Regions from separate parts of the Mus musculus genome. Here region 1 is linked to region 2. A link is a contact called in public HiCAR-type data. All regions are on one chromosome and are shown on one strand. Each heading gives the region's core, a stretch centred on a gene start, on an enhancer-like site or on the middle of the called end of the contact. The rest is flanking DNA. Distances are from core to core; before and after follow the strand shown. Region 1 has its middle 72 kb from the start of Gm25884. Region 2 overlaps Gm20757 (predicted gene, 20757).

Region 1 (7,956 bases), core at 4,187-6,686, 220 kb before region 2:
TGCTAAGATCAGCAGTCTGTCACAGCTGATTCATACAATTGCTCAAAATTTGCCTAAGGCCATGGCAAAGGCATAACTCAAATGGACTACTACATCTGCAAATGCAATTGGCATCATGTGCCATCTGTACATTTTATATATATATATATATATATATATAGTGTATTTATTCTTCATAAAAATTGTGAGACTTTTTACTTTTCATTAAAAAAATAGTTCTTTTTATTACTTTTTAGGTAGTTTTTCTTTCTTTTGGTTTCTACTTTTATGTAACACTTTAATTTCCTCAAAGTTGTACTTTATTGGGGGAAGGGAATGTCTTGTTACCTAATTTCTAATATCTCAGTCCTTAATTGGAGAATCCAGCATGTATTTCCTTCCCTTCCCTTGTGCTTCCCATTCTAATGCACTACCACTGAGTTCATCTCTAGGTCTTATCATCTTTCTTAAATATATACATTTTTTTATGTGATTAGTTTTATAAACGATCCATGAAGGCACAGACAGGCATGCACACACACACACATACAGAGGCACACACACATACACACACACATTCACACCCAGGCATACACACAGACACACACAGACAGACACATAGATACACAGAGACACACAGACACACAGACACACACACTAAAAGTTTCAATGTAGATTGTATTGGTTTGGTAAAGCTGCTATAACCAAACCCCATACATTTGTATTTAAACACACTAAATATACTTTCTTATAGTCTGGAGACCATAAGTTAAGGGTCACAACGTTGGCAGGTCGCAACTCTCCAATGGATTTGCCAATGGCTACCTTCTACATGTCGTCTGTGGCCTTTCCTCTTTGGACATTACTCAAGTCTTTGTATTTTGACCAAATTTCTTCTTCTTGGAAGAGAGCTAGTCAGACTGAATTAGGCCCTGTGTAATGACACAGTGCTCACTTCTACTCTTTCAAAGGCACTGTCTTCAAAGACAGTCATATTCTGGAGTACTAGGCTTCAACATGGGTTTTCAGTGGGTACCATCCAGTCCTTATCCTAGGCGACGAAGCAAAGCTTACCAATATCCCTGTGCAACTCTTCTCTGACCGGTTTTGAACTAGACCTATCTAATATTCAGAAGTATATATCAAGACTTCAAACTAAAACAATATTTCAAACTAAAACAATATTTCACCAATAGCTCAAATGTTTTGTAGTTTTTGGATACAAGGGCTCACTCTGTAACCCTGGCTGGCCTGGAACTTGTTTTGTAGATCACACTGGCTTTGACTTTACAGAGCTCTGCCTGACTCTGCCTCCCAAATGTTAGGACAGAAAGCAGGTACACTACAACATCTGTCAATTTTTTAAAAGATACATTTTATACTTAGTTTCTATCTTGTATGTTGCATGATACATGACATTTCTATAGTATCTTAGTAGATCTATTTAAGAAGGTATATACTTCCTAGTCTGTGAATCATGCTCTCTTTCCCAGCTAAGGACATTGACATTAAACTCTACCTCATCAAATATTAATGGTCCCTTGCTTTCAGCTATGGCCACACATTTACTTTCGATATATATTTTTTTAATAGCTTGCCCATGCAATGGCACAAATTTAAACCTCACAAATCAAGGTTTACTCCTGCAGATCATTCTAATGGTCTCATTTATGTTGATTTCTGGTGAGTTTAACAATTCAAAGTTTTCTCTCTGTTTTAAGATCCATTTTGGTTATCCTGTTTTTCCCCATCATAATTTTTATCGATTTGGTTTCTGAATACTTTTTTTTTTAACCTGGGTGTTCTACTGTACTCTTTGAGCCTATTCTTGGCTTTTTCTATTCTTGTTACTAGATTACATATCTTCCTCTAAATCTGCTTCTCTGTATTTATTCCAACCCAAAAGAGTGTGTGTCCCCTCTCCTCGGAAAGGTGATTCTCAGAGCATTAGTCTTCCTTTTCACATCTCTCTCCTCCATCCCTCCTCCTCCAGTCTTACAATCCTTGCCTCTCAGTGATTGTTTGTGTAAATGCTACTCATCATTATCAAGGACCAAGGGCTGCCAATGAGAAGGCTGGGACAACTCTGGTGCCTGTTCCTTTATTTGTTGTTTCCCTTATGTTTCTCTATGAAACCTCTTTAAATTTGTTATTTACCTTATGTCGATCCATGTGTCTGCATCCTTTCTTTTGTAGTGTGTGTGTGTGTGTGTGTGTGTGTGTGTGTGTGTGTGTGAGAGAGAGAGAGAGAGAGAGAGAGAGAGAGAGAGAGAGAGAGAGAGAGAGAGAGAGAAGCATTTGTGTGTGCACATGTACACATGCCCACGAGCAAGTATAGAGGTTAGCGAAGAATGTTCAGCAGCTTTCTGGGTCTTTCTCTTCTCCATTCTCTGGAAACAGGAGTTTTCCCTGAATGTGGAGCTATGCTTCCAATCAGGCAGCTCCAGAGAGTCTCCTATTTCTCTCTGCCCTTGCACCATGATGAGGTTACACTTGAGCGAACAGCTATGCTCAGTTTTTTATGTGGGGCGTGGGGAATTCAATCTTAGGTCCCCATGCTTCGGAGGGGCTGCTCTCGCCTGCTGAGACCCTCAGACCATGTCTGTATCTTCTCATATTAGTTTTTGCTTGAGGTTTATTCATACACTCTTCAGGATCAACCCATCCTTCAGACAATGTTCTCTGTCTTTAGTTTTTCTGCTTTTTTGAAGCACTGTACTTTTCTCATTTTGTTCTCTCATTTTAGGAGGAGAAACGTAGGTCTTAGCTTTGTGCTAAAATCTTTTTGTATCTTCTTAACAGAATTATGCATCATTTAATGATCAGGACAATTCAGCGAAATGCATCATTCGGTGGTGTTGTATTTGCATGAACCTCATAGTGTGCATTCATACCCAAAGTGGTATAGACCATTGAGCTTTAAGCTGTAAGACACCTATGTACATGATATAGACTATTGTTTCTAAGGCCAGGAAGAATAAAACCACATAGGAGGAAACCACGGACACAGGATAACTGCACTCAAAAGACATGCTGACCAAGGCATGGTGAGGCTGCTGCAGGTGTAGCACAGTGCAATGGTTAACCACTTGATGGGATCCAGAACCACCTAGTGGAAGAACATTTTTGTACACCTGTGAGGGACTGTCAGGTTAATTGAGGTGCAGAGATTTTTCCACTGTGGATGTCATCATTTCCATGGTTTGGGGACCTGGACAATGTAAAAGGAGAAATCAAACAAGTACTGGCAGTCATTCCTTCTACTTCAAGGCTGTAGATTCATTGTGACCAGCCTGCTGCATGACTTTCCTACTATGATGGGAGGTACCATGGGACTGTGAGCCAAAATAAAAATCTTTCTTCCTTAACTTGTCATTGCAGTTTGTTTTGACATAGCAGTGAGAAAATTTGACTAATATACATGTGTGGTATTTGAATAAGTATGGCCCCATAGACTCTGTGTGAATGAGTGGCCCATATAGAGAAGCACTATTAGTAGGTGTCGCCTTGTTGGAGTAGGTATGGCCTTGTTGGAGAAAGTATGTCACTGTGGGGGTGGGCTTTGAGGTTTCATATATGCTCAAGCTTGCCCAGGGTGGAACACAGTCCCCTTCTTCTGCCTATGGATCAAGATGTAGAACTCTCGACTCCTCCAGTACCATGTCTGCCTGAACGCTGCCATGCTTCCCTGCCATGATGACTGTGCACTGTACAGCATGACCAATTCCATGTTCTTCCTTATAAAAGTCACCTTGGTCCTGGTGCCTCTTTATAGCAATAAAACCCTAACATGACAAACTGTCTTAAAGTAAAAATTTTCAGTAAATAGTTCACTTTAAAATCATAGTACACATAAGAATTAGTAACCTGGCTGTTCATTATCATTAATAAATACTGTCCGTTTATTGACTTTTAGACAATGGCTGGCACAGTACGTGGTATGCCAGTATCACCGCAGAATGAACACTGTCCTGGATGTGGTCGGTTGTTGACCTGAAGGTCGTGGCTCATTCTGGGACTGTGTGGTTGTGTATTTCCATCTCTGATTTCAACTATGAATCTAGTGACATTTCTTTTGTCATTGCTCATTTGGATCTTATTAGCAAACATTCATTCTCTGAGACCTTAAACTGTGGCTAATCCTATCAGAGAATAATTATAGGCACTATATTATTACAGAAACCTTACTGTAAATACTAAGTAGCAAATTCTAGGTGTTAAAGACAGTGCAGAAATGAGAGTACAATGCATCTATTTAATACATTTTTTAATATTGGTTACATGTTGAAATAGTATTTTCAATAGATTAGTGAAATTAATTTCACCTACAAAATTAATGTACTATATTTTTTATTTGAGAAATCATGGTCTTTACTTTGAGTTTCTTTCAGGAAACACTTTTTTCAAAAATTGTGATTATTAATTATAATATGTGTGTGTGTGTGTGTGTGTGCATATGTATTTGTAACATAAACCCTAATATGTTTTCCCAAACATTTCTATTTTCCTATGCGATTTTCTATTTTCCTGAGTGTGATTGCTTTCATGGACTTTATTGCAATTTCAATTATTTACATTTGGGTTGATGAACTCACTCATTAATTCCCACACCCACTTTTCTGGGATTCTCCTTGGCTTTTGGGAATAATTATTAGGGATCTGAATTGGAAGACATCAGCAAGGGTTAGCAGGCACTGTCGCACCTACACTGTCAACAGTGGTTAGAGCCACATACGCACAGCCAGCCTTCTAGGGAGTTGCTCCCAGGAGGAAGTCTTCTGTCCCGGGTGTCTGACCTTCTGCAAGATGCACACAGGAAGGACAGGGTCTGCATGCTTCGTTACTGCTCATCATTCCACCTGTAACTTCTTCCCTGAGGAGCCCAGGCCTGCTCACAGTGTTTAGAGCCCAGTGTCTGGTGGCCCAGACTCTTTTTTTTTTTGTTGTTTTGTTTTGTTTTTTGTTTTTTTTTTGTTTTTGCACCTCAGCACTTCTAATCCTCTCACAGACATTCTCTCTGAGGTTGGCCTCCCAGATTCTGGCTCAATTCACCTCCCATGGAGAAAACTTGAGCCATTTCTTCTCTAGGGACTTACTCAAAGGGGAAGGTTTTATTTTATCCTACAGTCACTGGATCGGAAAGAAACAGATGGTGTGGATTTGTGGTCCTGGCCACACAAATGTCAACCAGGTGGCCATGCTTTCAAAACCCCTGGAGGCCTGTTTATGAATGGAGGCCTGATAAATCAGCAAATCTTATCAAAATCCAGAGCTTTCTAGCCTTTTAAGTTGGGAAAAGCAGTCACTCCTTCAGCTTCTTGCACATTGGCCATCAGAGCTTTAAAGGCTAAATGATGGGATTTCCCCTCCTTTTTTTTCACATGTGTGAGACAGAGGCCCATTTATTGTGAAAGTTAAACAGAGTGACAGCTTGCTTCGGCTGATGTGTAAGAGTTCTTGACTAGACTGCTTTCCTTTCTTCCATAATAAGTAGTTAATAGAAATTCACTGACCTGCAGTGCAGACTTAATTTATCGCGTATATCAAGTTGATTTAACAGGAATGGAATGTGGTGGAACAATAGCTTCCCCCTCTCCCCACCTCCCCGTGATCCCCCCGACATTCTGCTTGGAAAGAAAATCAGATTTAACACCATGTAGAACCTTTGTGAGTTGGAATAATTGGGCAATGTTTGAAAAAGGTATTTAATCAGCAGCCGTCATCTGTTTATTTGAAAGAACTGTTGGGTTTCAGACAAGGTGGTGTTTGCCTCTAAATTTTTCTTTTCCAGGAAAGGCTGGAGTGGCTTGGTACACTGTGTATTTTGCACTGTCTGAAAGAAAGACTGCAAATCTCGAACTGCTTCTGTCTTTCATGGCCTGTTCTCCATTTAGAAAATCCTTAATTAATTTTGTGTGAAAGCCGACGGTCAGAGGATTTAAGCAAGCAGAAAAACACATTGAATTCCCCACCGCTTGCAAAGCAGGAGAGAGTGAAAGTGGAAAACTGATTAAAAGAAGTCACAGCGACGTTGTCCACCCTTATATTGAGACGTAAATAACAGCAGCAAATCCCATCGCTTAGGAAAGTCTGCGAGGGGCTTTTCCTTTGGAAACACGTTTTACCACCAACTTTGTTCTCTTGAGACATCCTCCATTTAAAAGCATATTGGATATTGGAGATATCCTCCATTTAAAAGCATATTGGAACTAACCCAGCATTGCTTTTAATTAGCACAGAAATGCTAATTAGATTTTTTTCTGTGTGATGCTCAATGCTGGCTGTCAGAGTCCTGCATTTTTCATTCCAGTTGCAATGAAGGTACCGAGGGGGTCACCAGACCCACTTGCAAATTGATGAAGGCCAGTACATCCAGGCTGATTGTTATTTTAAAACTGTAGAGATCTGTTAGAAGACACATGAGTCTAATGGCGCTCGAAAAGAAAAAATAAATAAATAAATAAAAAGAGCGGGCTTTTTCTTTGCTCTAGACAGGAGCATAATTTCACAAATTATTCAGTATGTGTGGCCCATGCAAATCAGGCTTCTTAGTGCAGAGTCAATGCAAACACACCCAAAGCTCAATTTGGGAAGGAATCTGTTTTCATGCAACAGTCCCTTGTGAAAACAAATAGCTGCCTTCCTTTCATTGTACAAGCTTAGCCTGGTCCTTCATCTTTCAGGTTTTCTGGAGGAAAAAAAATCTGTCTGTGTTCTTTTTATGAAATACATTTTTGAGACAATAATTTTATACAGTGCTTCAATCTGTTGTCATGTATTAATTTAATTTAGTTGATTTTTAGTTATGGAAGGTAATTTGACTTAATCTCTTTACTTTGCAAGCACCTAACCCTGCCTCTCACCTTAAAGACATAACATATCTAAATACATGATGTAAACCTTAGGTTTGGACCAAAGTTTGTATTAGAGGTGGAAATGAGAGTGTAAATAGGGTTTGAGGTCAATATTTATGAAATAATCCTGGGAGCCTGTGCACAAAAGGGATTCGTTTCTATTAAATTACATGGTAAAAGTGCTGATAGGGGCATAGCTCACTCAGTCAGTAAAGCGTCTGCCTTACAAGCATGAGGACTTGAATTTTAGACCCAAAATGCATGTTCACAAGAAGCCCGAAGCTGGCCTGATGCAGCACTCAGGAGGCAGAGCAGGAGAGAGTTCTATGAGTTCAAGGTCAGACTGGTCTACATAGGATATTCCAGATCAGCAGCTACACATGAGAGCTTGTCTCAAACCAAACCAAACCAAACCAAACCAAACCAAACCAAACCAAACCAAACCAAACCAAACCAAACCAAACCAAACCAAACCAAACCAAGCATTCTCCTCCTCAAAAACAAGCCTAAAATAAACAAAAAGCCGAGTATGGTATCTACACACTTGGGACTCCAGTGCTGGAGAGGCAGATCCCTAGGGCTCCTTCCCCAACCAGCCTGCTCTCCTTGGTAAGGCTTGCTTTTAATCTTCTGAAGGCTGCGACTTTTAATACAACTCTTCATGTTGTGGTTAACCCCACCCCCACCCCGCCATACAATTATTTTGTTGCTTCATCATAACTGCAATTTTGCTACGGTCATGAATTGTAATGTAAATATCTGAAATGCTGAAAAAGTGGATAGAACCTGGGTGGTGACACACAAGGTTTTCCTCTGAATTCCACATGCACATATCACACAGACTTACATACATATAAACATACATACATACATACATACTATATGCACATACACACACTCATATATATATATATATATATATATATATATATATATATATATATATATATATACACACACACAGAGAAAGAGTGAGAGAGAACACACACACACAGAGGGAAGAGAGAGAGAGAGAGAGAGAGAGAGAGAGAGAGAGAGAGAGTTATTAATAACCAGTTACAGATTTGTCCAGAAACCTGGAAGAAAACATTTATCAAAACTTCTTACCTTAGGAATATGCATT
Region 2 (7,107 bases), core at 3,716-6,215:
TCTCTGGCAACACATTTTTATTATAAGATACTAGTTCATGAGGACTCTATTGTAAAGACACGAGAACTTCCCAATGACCCACCAACACCATGGGAGTTCAGATCCCAGCATATGGATTTGGGGGACATGGTCAGACTATGACAGGATATGAATGTCAGCTTTCTCCTTGCCTCTTCCTGTCACTTGCACCTTCCCCTGTCTTCTCCAGCATCACAGTGTTTTTTTTTTCTTTATAAAGAAAGCTCTAGGGACATCCAGAGCTGGTCACAAAACCCTTCCCCACTCCCACTAAGTAAATCTCTTCCCTGGAACTAAATTCTGTGGTTCAGAGAACACTCACAGCTCTTCCAAGTGTTGCCAATACCTTTTGCAGAGCAGCTTGTCAGTCTCTGCTTAACCTAGGGCGTAAGGAAAAAAGGTTGAAGCCAGGAGCTTGTATTTTGTTGCATAATTTGAAAATCTAAGTTGTAGCTTAGCCACTAAGGAAGAGATGAGAGGACCCTAGGCCCTAACAGGACTCCAGGCCCTGACTCAGCAAATCCTGAAGCCTTATCTATGGTAGACATCACTAATCAAATCAATAATGTGGAATGTTTTTCTCTGATCCAACTCAGTTTCAAAGTAATTTAGACCACCAACTCGAGCCAATCTGACTTGGCATTTAAGACAAACTCTGCTTTTCTAAATTATTTTTCTTTCCTTGATAAAATATAAATGTTAATGGGGTAGTGAAGTCAACAGATAAAATTTAGGATGCCCAATTTAATTTGAATTTCAGATCAGTAATTTTTTCAGTATAAGCAGATTTCTTGCAATATCTGGGACATACTAAACTAAAAACACCATTGTTGTCTGTGTGAGATTCACATCTGACTAGTTACTTATTAAACCCAGCAACTCTGGTTTCGGGGAGTTTATTCAAGTAACAAAGGATGAAAAGGCAAATAGCTGAGTGCCAGCCGATAATAAGTGTTTTCCATTTAGTTCATTCATCTATTTAAAGCTGTAACTTTAGGGCAGTGTAAAAAGTTCTGGTTTTAGACTTTTTCCCTAATGCATTAGTTGCAAAAATAATATCTAGCGGTCTGAAGCTATATTTTAACTCCCATACAATACTATTTGTGTAAACTAATAATTCATACCATTTTTATTGTGCATAATTAGAGAACATGAAGTTGTTTTGCTTCATCTATTTCTACTCTCTATGAAAAGAACTCAGGGAGAATGGTGTCTTAGTGTATAGAAAGAATGCTATAGAATTATCCAAACTGTTAACAACAGGCTACCTTGATAATAGAAAAAATATACTAATTGTAATTTTAAATTAAAAATGGCAGCTATTCAAATCCTGACAGTCTTGAGAAAATTTCTGATACAGTGTACAGAAACCAACCCTCCTGCACTATGTGGCATTAGCAGATACCAGCAAGCTCTCATGTGTAGTGGAAATGTTTGTCCTTGCCAAGCACACTATGTGCCAGACTTCTTAGAAGAATAGAAAATTACATTCCCCACTACATTCTAGGCGCTGCCTAGACAGGCACCATTAACAACTTCTTTAGGGATTTGCTAGAAAATAAACCTTGGTTGTCTACAGAAAATAAAATCTATGGAGCTACGTGCAATTTACATAAAAGGACACAAACAGACTTGTAATTGTAGGTCAATTTGGTGGTCATCAGATGTCCCCAAGTGGTTCAGTATCTCATGTATCCCAGATTGGCTTCAGAATTGATAGGTAGTCAAGAATAACTTCGAAATCTTTTACCCTCCTGCTTCCATCTCCCAAGTTTGGGGAGATCAAAAAGCATACATAGCACTGTGGTTAGCTCAGTCAATGTCTTAATATAAAGATGAGCCTTCTAATTTTATTACTAGGCACAGGAAAAATATGAGTTGATAAATAATGCTTCTGAGACCCAAAACATATTATAAAGTCATACAATATTATCTATTGTCTCTCTATTTAATTATAACATTCCAGTGGCTGGATTAGTGGCAGCTTTCATCTGAAAGAGTTTATATAACAAGTGTAACTAGCATCTTGTTTCATGGATTTTGTCGTAGGTTGACCATGTTGTATTATAGTCAAGATGGATACTCCTTTAGTTTTTCTTCCTGCTCTCCACGATTCTTCTCAATAAGGGTCCTGTAATTATGTGGGGAGGCATGGCTGTCGACTGATCCCCCTGCAGATTGCTCATTAACATGCCATCTGAACAATTTAATAACCTTTTTAATTAATCTGAAATTGGCATGTCCCTCTTCAGGCTACAGTGCAGCTTTAGCAAGAGTTAGTCTCTTGGTAGTTCTCCATTTAGCTCATTATTTGAAACCCAAATCTACCCAGGCTAATGAGCATGACCGATTCCTCTTTCCCAGACCATGTAGGAGTCTCCATCTGCACTCGTTGAAGGAGGAGACGAACAGATGTCTTTGGCTGTTATTCTGGTTCTTGGCTTTTTAAAGAAGTGCCCATCTATCGGTCTAGAGATGGAAGAAATTATTTATAGAGTGATTGAAAGTAACTTTTGCTCCCAATTCTTCTCATAGTATAATGATTGTGATTATATTGTTTTTGCTTTTCTTTTTGATGTTTTTGCAACTTCTGTTCTTAATTAGTTTTTCACACACTTTGGTGCTAGATGTAATGTGAGATAAATTAATAGTTTTTGATAGTTTGGTTCGATGAACTCTTACAAATTCTGAGGAAAACTACGTGGAGTTTGGGTTTTTGTTTTTGTTTCGATTCTGAGACAGGGTCTCACATATCCTGAGCTGGATTCAAACTCATGAACTCACTGTCTAGTTAAAGAATGATCTTGAATTCCTGATCCTGGGGCTTGGATAAGAGATTGTAGAACACCATAGCAAGGTATTCTAAGTGATTTTAAGTGTTGGTTGAAATCTTGGGTTGGCATTTGTATTTATTTTTTTTCTAACTTGGAAAGCTAAGCCAGAGAACATCTGGGATTTTTTTGTTTTTAAATAGGAGAAGGATTGTGGGGGCTGGGCATGAGAGAGAGAGAGAGAGAGAGAGAGAGAGAGAGAGAGAGAGAGAGAGAGAGAGAGAGAGAAAGAGAGACAGAGAGAGAGAGACAGGGGGGTGAGAATGAGAGATAGAGAGACCTGGCAACGCTCTCCCATACTTGAACTGTTTTTCGGCCATCAAAGAGAATCTGTGCCTCACACATTGTACCTCCTTAGCCATTTCATTCTTATGACTCATAGAAGTCCCAGCCAACATAATGCCCTGGTTTCCTGCCCCCAAGGGCAAATGTGCATGTACTTGACAGAAGGTGCTTAGGTGATGAAGACAAAGCCCTCTCTGGTGGGGCCGGGAAGTGGGCTTAGCACTGTTTGTAAACTGACCCTCACTGGTGCTTGGATCTCACACTCTTGGATTATCCAACTTGTATTCTCGAAGACGGCTTAGCTGGCATTTGACAACTATAAAGAAGAAACCTCTTTCTTAAGAACATATCCAAGGTACTCACAGGGCAACAGACAGTCTGTGTTTTACAACAGCTTCAAGTTAAGAAGTATTTCTTTCAGCTATGCTCTAAGTGCTGGCGCTTCATAAATATGGATGAAGGGCTCAGTCCCACTATGGGGCTTCCTGTAAAAGTTGCTATGGAATGGATCTCCCCTTTTGGTGAATTCTTCTGTTCTGTCTTCAGTGGAGGGTGAATCCTGTAACAGAGAGCAAAGAAGTATTTACAAGGATCCATTATAGAAAAGATAATTAGAAAAGTTTCCTTACCTATAGTTTTAATTAGGAAATACAAGATTAGAGGAAACTATATCTGTAGCTTTTTCCTAAATATGGCAACTTCAGAAATACAGGAAATGGGGCTGGTGAGATGGCTCAGAGGTTAAAGAGCACCGCCTGCTCTTCCGAAGGTCCTGAGTTCAAATCCCAGCAACCACATGGTGGCTTACAACCATTTGTTACAAAATCTGATGCCCTCTTCTGGAGTGTCTGAAGACAGCTACAGTGTATTCACATATAATAAATAAATAAATAAATAAATAAATAAATAAATAAATAAATAAATAAATCTTTAAAAAAAAGGAATATGTTTTTAAAAAAAAAAAAAGAAAAGAAAAGAAGAAATACAGGAAACGGTAGCCAAGAAGCATCCAGGAAAGTCTATGGAAGTTAAATCGCTGCTAGAGAGCTTGTCCTGCGATAAGGGGTTTCATCTTTCTGATACACACCAATACCCTATATATTAGAGATTGGATTGTTGACGAAGCAGCTATGATAAAGGGTGTGATTCCCTAGAAATACACATTTCTTCTTTCCCCTAGAAAAAGATGGAAAAGAAGCCCAAAGCAGAGGGTGTACCCTGGACCTTGAAACTCTTACCCAAGGGTCCCTACATGGAGACGTAGGCTATTTGATGCTGGTGAGATCTGTTGCTTTCTGTCTCCGTGTGTTGTTATCTTCTCATGGCTTATGGTTATGGTTTGTGGCATGTGCAAGTGGAGGTCGGGGTCGGGAGTACACTTGGCAAACTGCCAACATGGTTCACTTTGGCTTCTGCCCCTATTGATGTAGGCAGAGGCTCCTCTGGGGCAGGTTCTGGTGAACGTTCTTTTGTGATGATTTTTTTTTTAAGGGAAAACAGCAAAGATGCACATTTCTGAGGCTTCTATGGGAGACAAAGAGGCCATTTAGGGGCCTAAGAAGGCTCCTGGAAACTGTGTGACACTGGGACACTTAGTCGAACTGGAGGGGCTTTAGGCAAACCACATTGTTCAGGTCCTTTTTTCTGCCCTTTGTTAGTAGATTTTTTTTGGCTTGTTGAGTACTAAGAAAACATTCTGGGGCTTGGTGGCCTCCCAGCTTGGAGGGCAGATTTAGAAAGCCAAACTCAAGGCATCTTAGACTCTCCACTTGTCAGCAAGGAAGAAAAATAACATGTTTGCTCAAAGTGTCATGAATAGGACACCAGCTACAGCTATGTGGTGGCTGAGCTTGGTGGCTGAGCCAGTCCTCCTCACTCTCTCTGCTGCTCTTCACCCCTACCCTGCCTTCCCTTTCAGCACAGCCCCTCTTGAACTTGGTCTGTACATTCTGGCAGATGCATGCAGGATGCTATGAAAATACTACTCTGTCACCTTGCCTGGGCCTGAGCCCTGTGTTGGGAGAGTTACTTAGGATGTCAAAGATCTCTGATTGTAATTCCTTCCCTGATGGCACTATCACTCTGGGCAAATCATTCTCCCCTCTAGGGACCCCAGTTACTGCCTTTGTAAAGTGAGGGGGCTGGGCAAGTGAGTCTACTATGGAGGCCCCTCCTGTCCTGGCAGCCTCAAACCCTGGAGCTCTAATTGCTTCATTAAAACACCAGGGAATGCCTTGCTACCGTTGTCCTCCTGGCTCCCTTCAAGCCTACTCCCCACTGGGCTCTGCCTCCAAGGAAACAAAAGCAGCTGCTCTCTCCTCTGGGGTTTCCTGGGAATCCAGGGCTCCTCTTGACAGCATACGTGCACAGGCTTTCTCTGTTTGTCTCTCTAGGGGCGGAGGGTCTGGGGAAGGTGGGTGGTGCTGGTTCCCCCACCCCCACCCCCTGCCTGGCTCTTCTATTTTTTTCTGCTTTCTTTGCTAGCATAGCTTCTTGCCCAAGTTAGATTCAAACTGTATTTATTGTGCTCCATCTTGCACAAGGACTTGGGGAATAAGCCTTGCACAAAACCAAAACCAAACTAAAACAAACCAAAATAACACACACACACACACATTCCATTTTTGCTGCAGTTAAAATGTTGTGAAACCAGGTGAAGCAGAAGTATCAGTGAGTGGACTAGAGAAGGGTGATCCCTCATAACGGTTCTCAGAGAGAGATCCACTGCTCACCTTAAGCCTCTGTACTCTGAACTAGGACCCCCCCTTACCCACTACGTTTTAAGAATTATAAACAAAGGGAATTAATAATATAGTTGAAATTTTAGCTAAAGGGTCCAGCTTGTGATTTCGTTATAGAACTCTTGATACACATAGAAGCAGCCTATGTTTCCAAGGGGTCAGAAAAGATTGTGTTTTCATCAGGGCATAGGCAGAACTGAGCCAGAAGAGGGATCTGAGAAGTGAGGTAAGTTTTGGTAGGAACTCAGAACTAGCTGGAAATCAAAGACTCCAACGGGCTATCAGAAAGACTGAACCTAAGGTGACAGCCGTAGGCTGTGTCAAGCAAATTTGGGGAGGTGATGGCATGTTGGGTCTAGAGCCTAACAAGGCAGACCAGCCCCAGCAGAAGCTTCTGATCTCAGAGACGAGCAACTTCACTCTGTCCTTAGCTTCTTGGTGGCATGTGGGTGGTTGTGGGTGACAGAAGTGTGATCAAAGGCGGAGCTTTGTGGATGATAGCTACTCCTGGCTTCTGTCACGTCACGTGAGCTGGAAGAGCATGTACAAATATAAGATCTGCCAACTTAGTACCTGTTAGTTTTTATCTTATTTTTTTCATCTTTAAATTGGTTATGATAACAGCAGGCACCTCTCATAGGGTGGTTGTGGGCATTAAAAGTGCCCATAGTATGTCCAAATGCCTTGGAGAGATCAATATGCCAAATTCTGGTGATTAGTTTTAGAATTATTTGTTAAGGGATATATCCCTGTCAACTCTCCCGAGGAGAGAACTTGTTAAAGAAGCGGCGAGAATCCATCTCCTGACTTTGTGACTTACTGAATGAGAGATAGGACTGTGAAAGTAAGTGACTATAAACTATACTATACTATACTATACTATACTATACTATACTATACTATACTATACTATACTATACTATATCATCCTATATGCTAGACACATGCACATGTGAGATCATGATATACCAAATGCCTACACTATATAAGACTTTGCACACATACACATGGTAGTAGACAAGCCCACAAGGCTGAGTCTATCACACCAAGTAAGTCTCACAAAAAATGGAAAGCTTGTGGCAGGAGGCACAGATACTTCACAGCTTTTAGGATGGTCTACAGTGCTAGATGTTTTGTCATGAGTGGTCACAGCATGCCAACTTGGGCTCTCTATATACACACAGAGAGAGAGAGAGAGAGAGAGAAAGAGAGAGAGAGACAGACAGACAGAC

What was found. HiCAR-type assays count read pairs that join an accessible place to other places.
Region 1: a contact with region 2 is called in a HiCAR-type map of astrocytes, with 5 times the contacts expected there. The contact joins two enhancer-like sites. A contact is called at or near these places in 1 of 484 Hi-C or Micro-C datasets (nephron progenitors), 3 of 115 datasets of contacts at active chromatin or transcription factors (astrocytes and neural progenitor cells) and 1 of 9 other capture datasets (embryonic tail).

Annotation. Positions count from the first base shown.
Region 1 is chr10:92,554,466-92,562,421 of GRCm38.p6, reverse strand. No RefSeq gene overlaps it. Among named protein-coding and RNA genes, the nearest start is that of Gm25884, 72 kb to the right of the region's middle. Within about 2 kb of position 5,436, at least 33 of the 459 cell types and tissues checked have an H3K27ac peak or open chromatin away from gene starts, as enhancers often do. A contact at or near this core is called in astrocytes, where this site is marked.
Region 2 is chr10:92,331,504-92,338,610 of GRCm38.p6, reverse strand. The region is part of intron 2 of Gm20757 (predicted gene, 20757); the gene reads left to right. Among named protein-coding and RNA genes, the nearest start is that of Gm20757, 40 kb to the left of the region's middle. Within about 2 kb of position 4,965, at least 70 of the 459 cell types and tissues checked have an H3K27ac peak or open chromatin away from gene starts, as enhancers often do. A contact at or near this core is called in astrocytes, where this site is marked.